Linked DNA regions of Mus musculus: region 2 is linked to region 1. The links are chromatin contacts, called in public HiChIP or PLAC-seq maps. All regions are on one chromosome and are shown on one strand. The core of a region is the stretch at or near the end of the contact, and the rest is flanking DNA. Distances in the headings are between cores, read along the strand shown. Region 1 holds the start of Mn1 (meningioma 1). Region 2 has its middle 14 kb from the start of Gm36386.

Region 1 (3,800 bases), core at 673-3,172:
GAAACCTCTAAGCTATCAGCAAGAGGATAGTTCGCATGAAAACTAATTACACAAAATCAATATTTAATCACAGACCAACAACCTGATCCTGCAGAAAAATCCTTTTAAAACTCCACCACCCTGCACAAATACTTCTTCCCAATGCTTATTTATGGGCCCCGTTTTTTGGTGGGGGTAATTTTCATTTTTAATTTCAAAAGAAAAAAAAATCTGTAGACTGCAGGAAAAACCCGAGCTTGTTGCAGCTTCCTGAGAGCTTTTATTTCGAGTGTGTGAGGGTGGGGGTGGGGGTGAGTGAGTGTGTGGGGGATGGGTTTGTGTGTGTGAAAGAGTGTGTGTCTTGGGTGTGTGTGTGTGATTTCTTGAGACGTCTCTTGGGGCTTCCTGCCCCCCCTTCCTAAATCGAGCCCATTTTCCAACGTTTCTTTCCTCAGAAGCTCCAGGGAGTAATGAATCGGCCGCGAATGACACGGTAACTTTTAACTCATGCCCGCGACAGTGGAGTGCTTAATCTGAGGTTTTTAAATAAAAAGGGCTCCGGGTTGGTTTTATTATAACGTTTATTTCATTTCAGATTTCATGCGTAATTTAGCAAACGCTAGACAGACTTGGGCGATAAACACTTTCTTTTGTGGGGGGGGGGAAGGCATTTTTATACACCGTGCTTAATTTTATTTAGATTTAATAGCGATATCGGGGGCACTTCAACGAAAGTTTTTTTTTTTTCTTTTCCCCTCTTCTTTTAAGAATCCTGGCTTGCCAGCAAAATTGTCTCGCTTTATTTCATGACAAGGAAAATTAAAAGCCTTTCCGCCCCTCCTCCCCTACTTACACTTTGAGAGGAAAACTCGCACACGCATGCTGGCGCTTGGGTGCGCGCGCGTCCACAGAATAAACACCTCCACCTCCTATCACCTCCAACTTCTAACTTTTAATTGCAAGATAGATTTCAGCCTCTACTCCGTGAGGAGTAGAAAGATCTAAACAATTTTAAGTAAGATTATTGGGATAAATATTCCATATGAAATAGGGTAGGTATTAAATCACTCTTATTGATTTTAGTATCACAATCCAATTCCGTTCTTTGACCTCTTCAGTTTAATTGATCTTTTAAGGAGGCCAACTTCGCGCCCTTCAGGGCCTGGGCCTGCCTGCTTGTGGCCGCAGCAAGGTGTCGCCCCCACCCCCGCCCCCACCCCGTGCGCCCTTTGCGCGTCGCTCTCCTCAGGGTTTCGCATTGTCTCGCCTCGTCGCTCCCGCGCCGGGCTCACCCGAAGTGGCTCCACAAAGCGGCCGAGGGTGCGTGGCTTCTTCCCGGTGGAGCCAGCGGCAGAGAACCGGAAGCCGCGGACGGTGGGAGACTAGGGAAGGAGCGAGCCAGTCTCTGGTCGCAGAGACAACCTTACTTCGTGTTTCCCCTCGGCGATCACCTCGTGAACTTGCCAGGGCCGGCTCCCTGGGGCGCTGCCCCGGGCTGCAGCACAGGCGACACTTAGCGACTTTCCCTGGCGCGTCCGGGGACTCTGCCAGGCTACCCCATTGTCTGTGCGCCCCGCACAGCTCACCGCCCACCTCCCCGCCCCCTGCCCACCCCGCAGGTCGCGCTGGCTCCGGTTGGGGGTGGGGAGTTGAGAACAGCGTGAATGGGAAGGGGGCGGACAAAGCCTGGCTCCCGCCGTCGTCCTAGGCTCGCGCCCTCCCCAGCCGGGGGCACCTGGGGCGCACCCCCAACGCCGTAGCGCCGGACCCGGAGTAGCGCGGGTTGGTGGCCGGGCCTGCGCAGCCGGGACCCGGGACCACCTTAAGAGCGAGCCCCGCCCCCGAGCCCGCTCGGGCGGCGCTGATTGGTGCAGAGGTAATGGCTGGAATGGATTGCTGAAACGCAAAACTTGTTGCTGCTTCTCCCGGCGCCGGCGAGAGGCAGACGCGGAGCGGAATCCCGGACCTCGCAGCGCCTCGCCCGCCCCGCGCGCCCTGCTCGCCCGCGCGGCCCATTCCCGGGTCCGAGGGGACCCGTGGAGTGCGGAGGCGGGAACCACAGCTTCGGAACCGCCGGCCCCACGCCTCCCCTCCCGCGCGCGGCCCGAGACTCCCGCGAACTCGCGCGGCGACCGGCGATCGAGCCCGAGCCGCGGAGCCGCGGAGCCGCGCGTCTCCCGCAGCCTGCGTTCCCGCTCCGGCGCCCGCGTCTACTGCTGTGAATCCAGCACCGGCGATGAGGAGCGGAGCAGCCCGTCTTCCGAGCCGCTGAGGCTTTCGCCGCCGATCGCCCGCGGCCGACCGGAGGTGCGGGAGCCGGTGCGGCCCGGGAGCGGGGACTCGGGGCAGGGGAAGGACCAAGGGGCTCCGCTACGGCCCCAGCCGCCGCGCCGCGGACTCCAGAGGTGATCATTCTGCTCTTCCGTCCCCTTCCCTCCCCCCTATCTAACTTTTTGTCTCAGCTCGTCGGCCTCCAGGTCTCCTCTCCGCATACCCACCCGCGACCGTGCCATCGACCCGGGGCATGGGCCCCCCGACAAGGCTCCAGGAGGCGCCGCGGCCTCGCAAGACGTGAGAGGCCCGCTTGGGTCGATTTCGAGGTTCCGAAGAGCAGCGGAGAGAGCTCCTAGCCAGCGCCCGCGCGCTGGGCCGGGCGGCAGTGAGCGCTGCGCCCCGCGGTGCAGAACGTCCCGGAGCGCCGGAACCTCGGCTGAGGCGAGTACCTGGCCGGAGGCGCGCGGCGGAGCAGGCTGTCATGCCCTATTGATCCCCTCCCGCCCCCCCCCCGCCCCCCCCGCCCCCGCCAAGTATGTTTGGGCTGGACCAATTCGAGCCCCAGATCAACAGCCGGCACGCTGGTCAGGGCGAGGGGAACTTTAACGAAGCCGGACTGAGCATGAACGCCCACTTTAAGGCTCCTGCCTTCCACGCCGGGCCTCCTACTGGCCCCGTGGACCCTGCAATAAGCGCTCTGGGCGAACCCCCGATCTTGGGCTTGAACATGGAGCCCTACGGCTTTCATGCGCGCAGCCACTCCGAGCTGCACGCAGGGGGGCTGCAGGCGCAGCCTGTGCATGGCTTCTTCGGCGGTCAGCAGCCTCACCACAGCCATCCCGGAGGCCATCACCCGCACCAGCATCACCCCCACTTTGGGGGCAACTTCGGTGGTCCGGATCCAGGTGCCTCATGTCTGCACGGGGGCCGGCTGCTTGGCTACGGAGGTGCAGCGGGCGGCCTGGGCAGCCAGCCTCCCTTCGCAGAGAGTTATGAGCACATGGCGGAGAGCCAGGGGCCGGAGGGCTTCGGCCCGCAGCGGCCAGGAAACCTCCCGGACTTCCATAGTTCGGGCACCTCGGGCCACGCCGTGCCTGCCCCGTGCCTGCCTCTGGACCAGAGCCCTAACCGGGCTGCCTCTTTTCACGGCCTGTCCGCCTCTAGCGGCTCGGATTCTCACAGCCTGGAGCCCCGGAGGGTGACGAACCAAGGAGCCGTAGATTCCCTGGAATACAATTACCCGAGCGAGCCGCCCTCAGGACATTTTGACATGTTTTCACCCTCTGACTCTGAAGGGCAGCTGCCACATTATGCTGCGGGTCGCCAGGTTCCCGGGGGCGCTTTCCCGGGTGCTTCTGCCATGCCTAGAGCCTCAGGCATGGTGGGTTTGTCCAAAATGCACAGCCAGCCACCCCAGCCGCCTCCACAACAGCAGCAACCGCAGCACGGAGTGTTCTTCGAGAGGTTTGGCGGGGCCCGAAAGATGCCTGTGGGTCTGGAGCCTGCAGTGGGCTCCAGGCACCCGCTAATGCAGCCTCCCCAGCAGG
Region 2 (3,800 bases), core at 858-3,357, 230 kb after region 1:
CATTCACCCATCCATCCATCCATCCATCCATCCATCCATCCATCCATCCATTCATCCATCCATCCATCCATCCATCCATCCATCTAACCATCAACCATCTATCCATCTATCATCTACCCATCCATCCACCCATCCTCCCATCCATCTATCATCCATCCATCCATTCATCCATCCATCCTTCCACCTACCCATCTATCCATCCTCTTGTTCACCCACCCACCCAATCACCCACCCACCCATCCATCCCTGAACCCTTCCACCCATACATCTACCCATCTGTTCATCAATCTCCTCATGCATTCGTTGATCATCCTCTCAGACTGTCTACCCACACTGCCTGCCCCATCTCACCCTTGTCCACTTGTCTTCCTGCATTTGTTTATCCAGCATTTCCTCTGCTCCAATCCTTCTGCTAGAGAGCAGAATCTTGGTGTGGGGGAAGTCATGTGTGTGTCTCTGTGTGTCTGTGTTTGTGTGTGTGTGTGGACTCGTGCGCACTTGCACGCTGTGAACATGAGAAGGTAGAGGAGCCACATGTGGAAGCACACAGGAGAAGTGCTCTGATGCGGGCGGCCCTATGGTGAAGGCCTGGTGAGGGCAGTCTTCCTCACTGGACAGGGCCATTGCGCCTTTCTTAAAGGACAGCAGCTGGGTGGAGGCAGAGAGTCAAGCAGCAGGGGGGAGTGGAGGTCTGAAGTTTATCTGGATGGTGTTTGGGGTGTGAGACGTGGCCAGGAATGTCAGCAGGGGACAGACATACGGACTTGTTCACTTTTTGGATCATTGCTTCTAAGGATGGAGCTCAGACGAAGGTGAGGTGGCCAGACTAGCATGTCTGCAGGACAGCTGTAACCAGACCTTGGAGACTTGCTTGACTCCTGGGACAGATGTGGTGGGGTGCACTTGAATGTTTATTGGGAGCCCTGGCTCCCATAGGAATTCAGGCAGAAGTGACATGGTTAGACCACAGGTTAAGGGATCTGATGTGTTGGGGTCAGATGGAAGGGACAACCTGAGGCTAGACCTGCTGAGGAAGCAGCTGTTGGCATCTAGGGCAGAGGCTCCTTCCTGTGCACACTTGCTGTGTGTGACCCTGAGCCTTGGATGTGGGTCCTCACACTCACCACCGTGTGAGACCTGGAGAAGGTAACGGGAGTGGCACAGGGGGACGGAACGGCAAGCCGCACCATCGTCATCAGACCGTGGCGGTGACCTCTGACCTCAGAGAACTTGGTTCCTCTGACCTCAGAGAACTTGGTTTCTTTCCTTACCAGCTTGATGCAGTGGCCAGCATTCCTGCAGAATTCTGCTGCAGAGAGTTGGGGGGGAGGGAGAGAGAGAGAGAGAGAGAGAGAGAGAGAGAGAGAGAGAGAGAGAGAGAGAGAGCAGCTGGGACCTCTTGTTTGAAAACAGGGATTCCAAGGCTCACACAGCACCCAGCCCAACCGTGGCCTTTTTGACAGGTTGACCGAGGGAAGTCCAGCAAAGGGAACGGCATGTGCGTGGCTGACGGGAAGCTGAGAGCCAAAATTTTCGACAGTCCTAACACCCAGCAGCTGTGGTCATCTCCCTCCCCCAGGCAATGTTTCTGCCCTGGACATCCACTGAGGTCCTCCTCAATCCCCAATATTGAGTAAGGGGTCCAACTGGACCCAAATGCGTCCTTCTCTGGGCCAGAGACCTGCATTCACTTCCCAAGGTCTAATGACTCAGCCCAAGAGGCACAAAGCTGGTGCCGGGTAGAGACCTGAAGTTCACCTGTCACGTCAGGATCAGAAGGTTCTCCTGAGGGGAGAATGGGCTATATAAACCAGCATTTCCCGGGTAGCTCTTAAAGTTTTGTACAGCATATTTTATGTGTGTTTATATTTTTAAAAAAGTCCCAGCCTTAAATTGATTGAAAAAATGTGTTGTTCTGGAAGCACCGAGCTGCCTCTCTAGCGTGCTGTGCTCTGCGAGACTTGGACGGCAGAGATGTCACATAAATAGTTGTTCTGGGTTGCCATGGCGACTGAAATTTGAAAAGCAGACAGCCTTCAGGGCTGCTTTTCCTGGTCACTGGGGGGTGGGGCGACGGGGAGTTTTCCATGGAAGTGAGGCTCTTCCTGTGCCTGGTGCCACAGGATGGAACTCGGTGGGTGTGAGGGTCAGGCTCTGCCCTCTCCCAGAGTTAGGACTGAGCGCATGGTAATGAGGGCTGTGTCACATGTCCCAGATATACTGACTGGCCCTCTCCGGGCTTCCATTTCTCTGCATGGAAAGTGGTTACTTGAGATTAGTAACTGCGGCAAACAGCTGTTGTTCTGAGAACTTGACCTTCACAGAACCCCTTGGAGGCAGGTGTGCACCTCTGCACAGAGAGAATGGGGAAACTGAGGCCCAGGTTGCCACAGAGGATGGCTAACCATAGACAGCTTCAGAAAACTGCCTTTCCTGCAGTTTTCTTCGGGGCTACACGCTGCTGGCCCAGCACTCAGCGAAGAGTCTGCGCTGGGGCCTTTGGAACACTGGCTTGTCAGAGAGAGAAGCTGTGTGGGATCCCACGGAGGATGGAGGGAGGTGGTGTCTGGGTTGGGGGACCCTAATGGGGTGGACGAGGCTCAGAGGGGAAAGGTTCCAGCAGTAGTCGGGGAGAAGGAGGCAGGTGCACATACTGAGTTCAAAGACATCTCTCACAGCCTGTTTACACAGTCCCTGTTTATCTATCTATCTGTCTATCTGTCTGTCTGTCTGTCTACCATATATCATTTATCATCTATTAATCCATCAACTATCTATCTATTTACCTAACTCTCTTCCTTAGTTAGGGTTTTACTGCTGTGAACAGACACCATGACCAAGGCAACTCATAAAAGACAACATTTAATTGGGGCTGGCTTACAGGTTCAGAGGTTCAGTTCATTATCGTCAAGGTGGGAGCATGGCAGCATCCAGGTAGGCATGGTGCAGGAGGAGCTGAGAAGTTCTACATCTTCATCTGAAGGCTGCTAGTGGCAGACTGGCTTCTAGGCAGCTAGGAGTAGGGTTGTAAAGCCCATACCTACAATGACACACCTCCTCCAACAGGGCCACACTTTCTCTAAGAAGGCCACACCTCCTCCAACAAGGCTACACCTACTCTGCAGTGCCACACCTTCTAAAAGTGCCACTCCCTGGGCGGAGCGTATGCAAAGTCACACTATCTATAATATATTTAATATTTATCTATAACTTATTTAACATCTAACATTTATCATCTATCTATCTATCTATCTATCTATCTATCTATCTATCTGCTGTCTATCAATCATCTATCATCATCTTTCTGACATCTGCTTCTTTATGTTCACCCTGCTATTAAAAAGAAACAAAATTTTCTTGTTTTATATCTTTGTGCTTCCCCTTCTTTCCTTCCTTCCTTCCTTCCTTCCTTCCTTCCTTCCTTCCTTCCTTCCTTCCTTCCTTCCCTCCCTCCCTCCCTCCCTCCCTCCCTCCCTCCCTTTGTCCTTCCCTTCCTCTTTCCTTCCCTCTTGCCCCTGACTGTCAGAAAAGTTCTCTAAGCAGCATGAATGACCTTGACAATAAGGACTCTCATGTGGCTGGAAGAGTCAGAGCACAGAACGTTACCTCCCTGCACGTCCAAGGCCAGATTGGAAGTGGAGACTTGTGGGTTGGGTGTGGCACAGTCTTCAAAGATGCCCAAGGAGACAGCCTGGGACCCTGTCCTGTTGCTCCTGAGGAGGCTAACAATCTTCCTGGCCAATAGAGACCAGTGTCCCTTCTCCACAGACCTTACACTCCTGCAGAGCAAGGTGCCACAG

The links. HiChIP or PLAC-seq counts read pairs in DNA pulled down with a chosen protein or histone mark.
Region 2: an H3K4me3 HiChIP or PLAC-seq map of embryonic limb bud shows a contact between it and region 1, with 5 times the contacts expected there. The contact joins the enhancer-like site here to the promoter of Mn1 in region 1. A contact is called at or near these places in 8 of 39 promoter capture datasets (the 3T3-L1 cell line, the C10 cell line, the HPC-7 cell line and 5 more), 13 of 484 Hi-C or Micro-C datasets (the BV-2 cell line, DN3 thymocytes, LSK cells and 8 more), 18 of 115 datasets of contacts at active chromatin or transcription factors (SST interneurons, VIP interneurons, bone marrow-derived macrophages and 13 more) and 2 of 9 other capture datasets (adipose tissue and embryonic stem cells).

The regions. Positions count from the first base shown.
Region 1 is chr5:111,415,378-111,419,177 of GRCm38.p6, forward strand. Mn1 (meningioma 1) reads left to right here and starts at 1,923. Exons shown (of 3, transcript NM_001081235.2): 1 at 1,923-2,286; 2 at 2,442-3,800. The coding sequence starts at 2,789.
Region 2 is chr5:111,647,159-111,650,958 of GRCm38.p6, forward strand. No RefSeq gene overlaps it. Among named protein-coding and RNA genes, the nearest start is that of Gm36386, 14 kb to the right of the region's middle. Within about 2 kb of position 2,108, at least 50 of the 459 cell types and tissues checked have an H3K27ac peak or open chromatin away from gene starts, as enhancers often do. A contact at or near this core is called in VIP interneurons, adipose tissue, cortical neurons and 4 more, where this site is marked.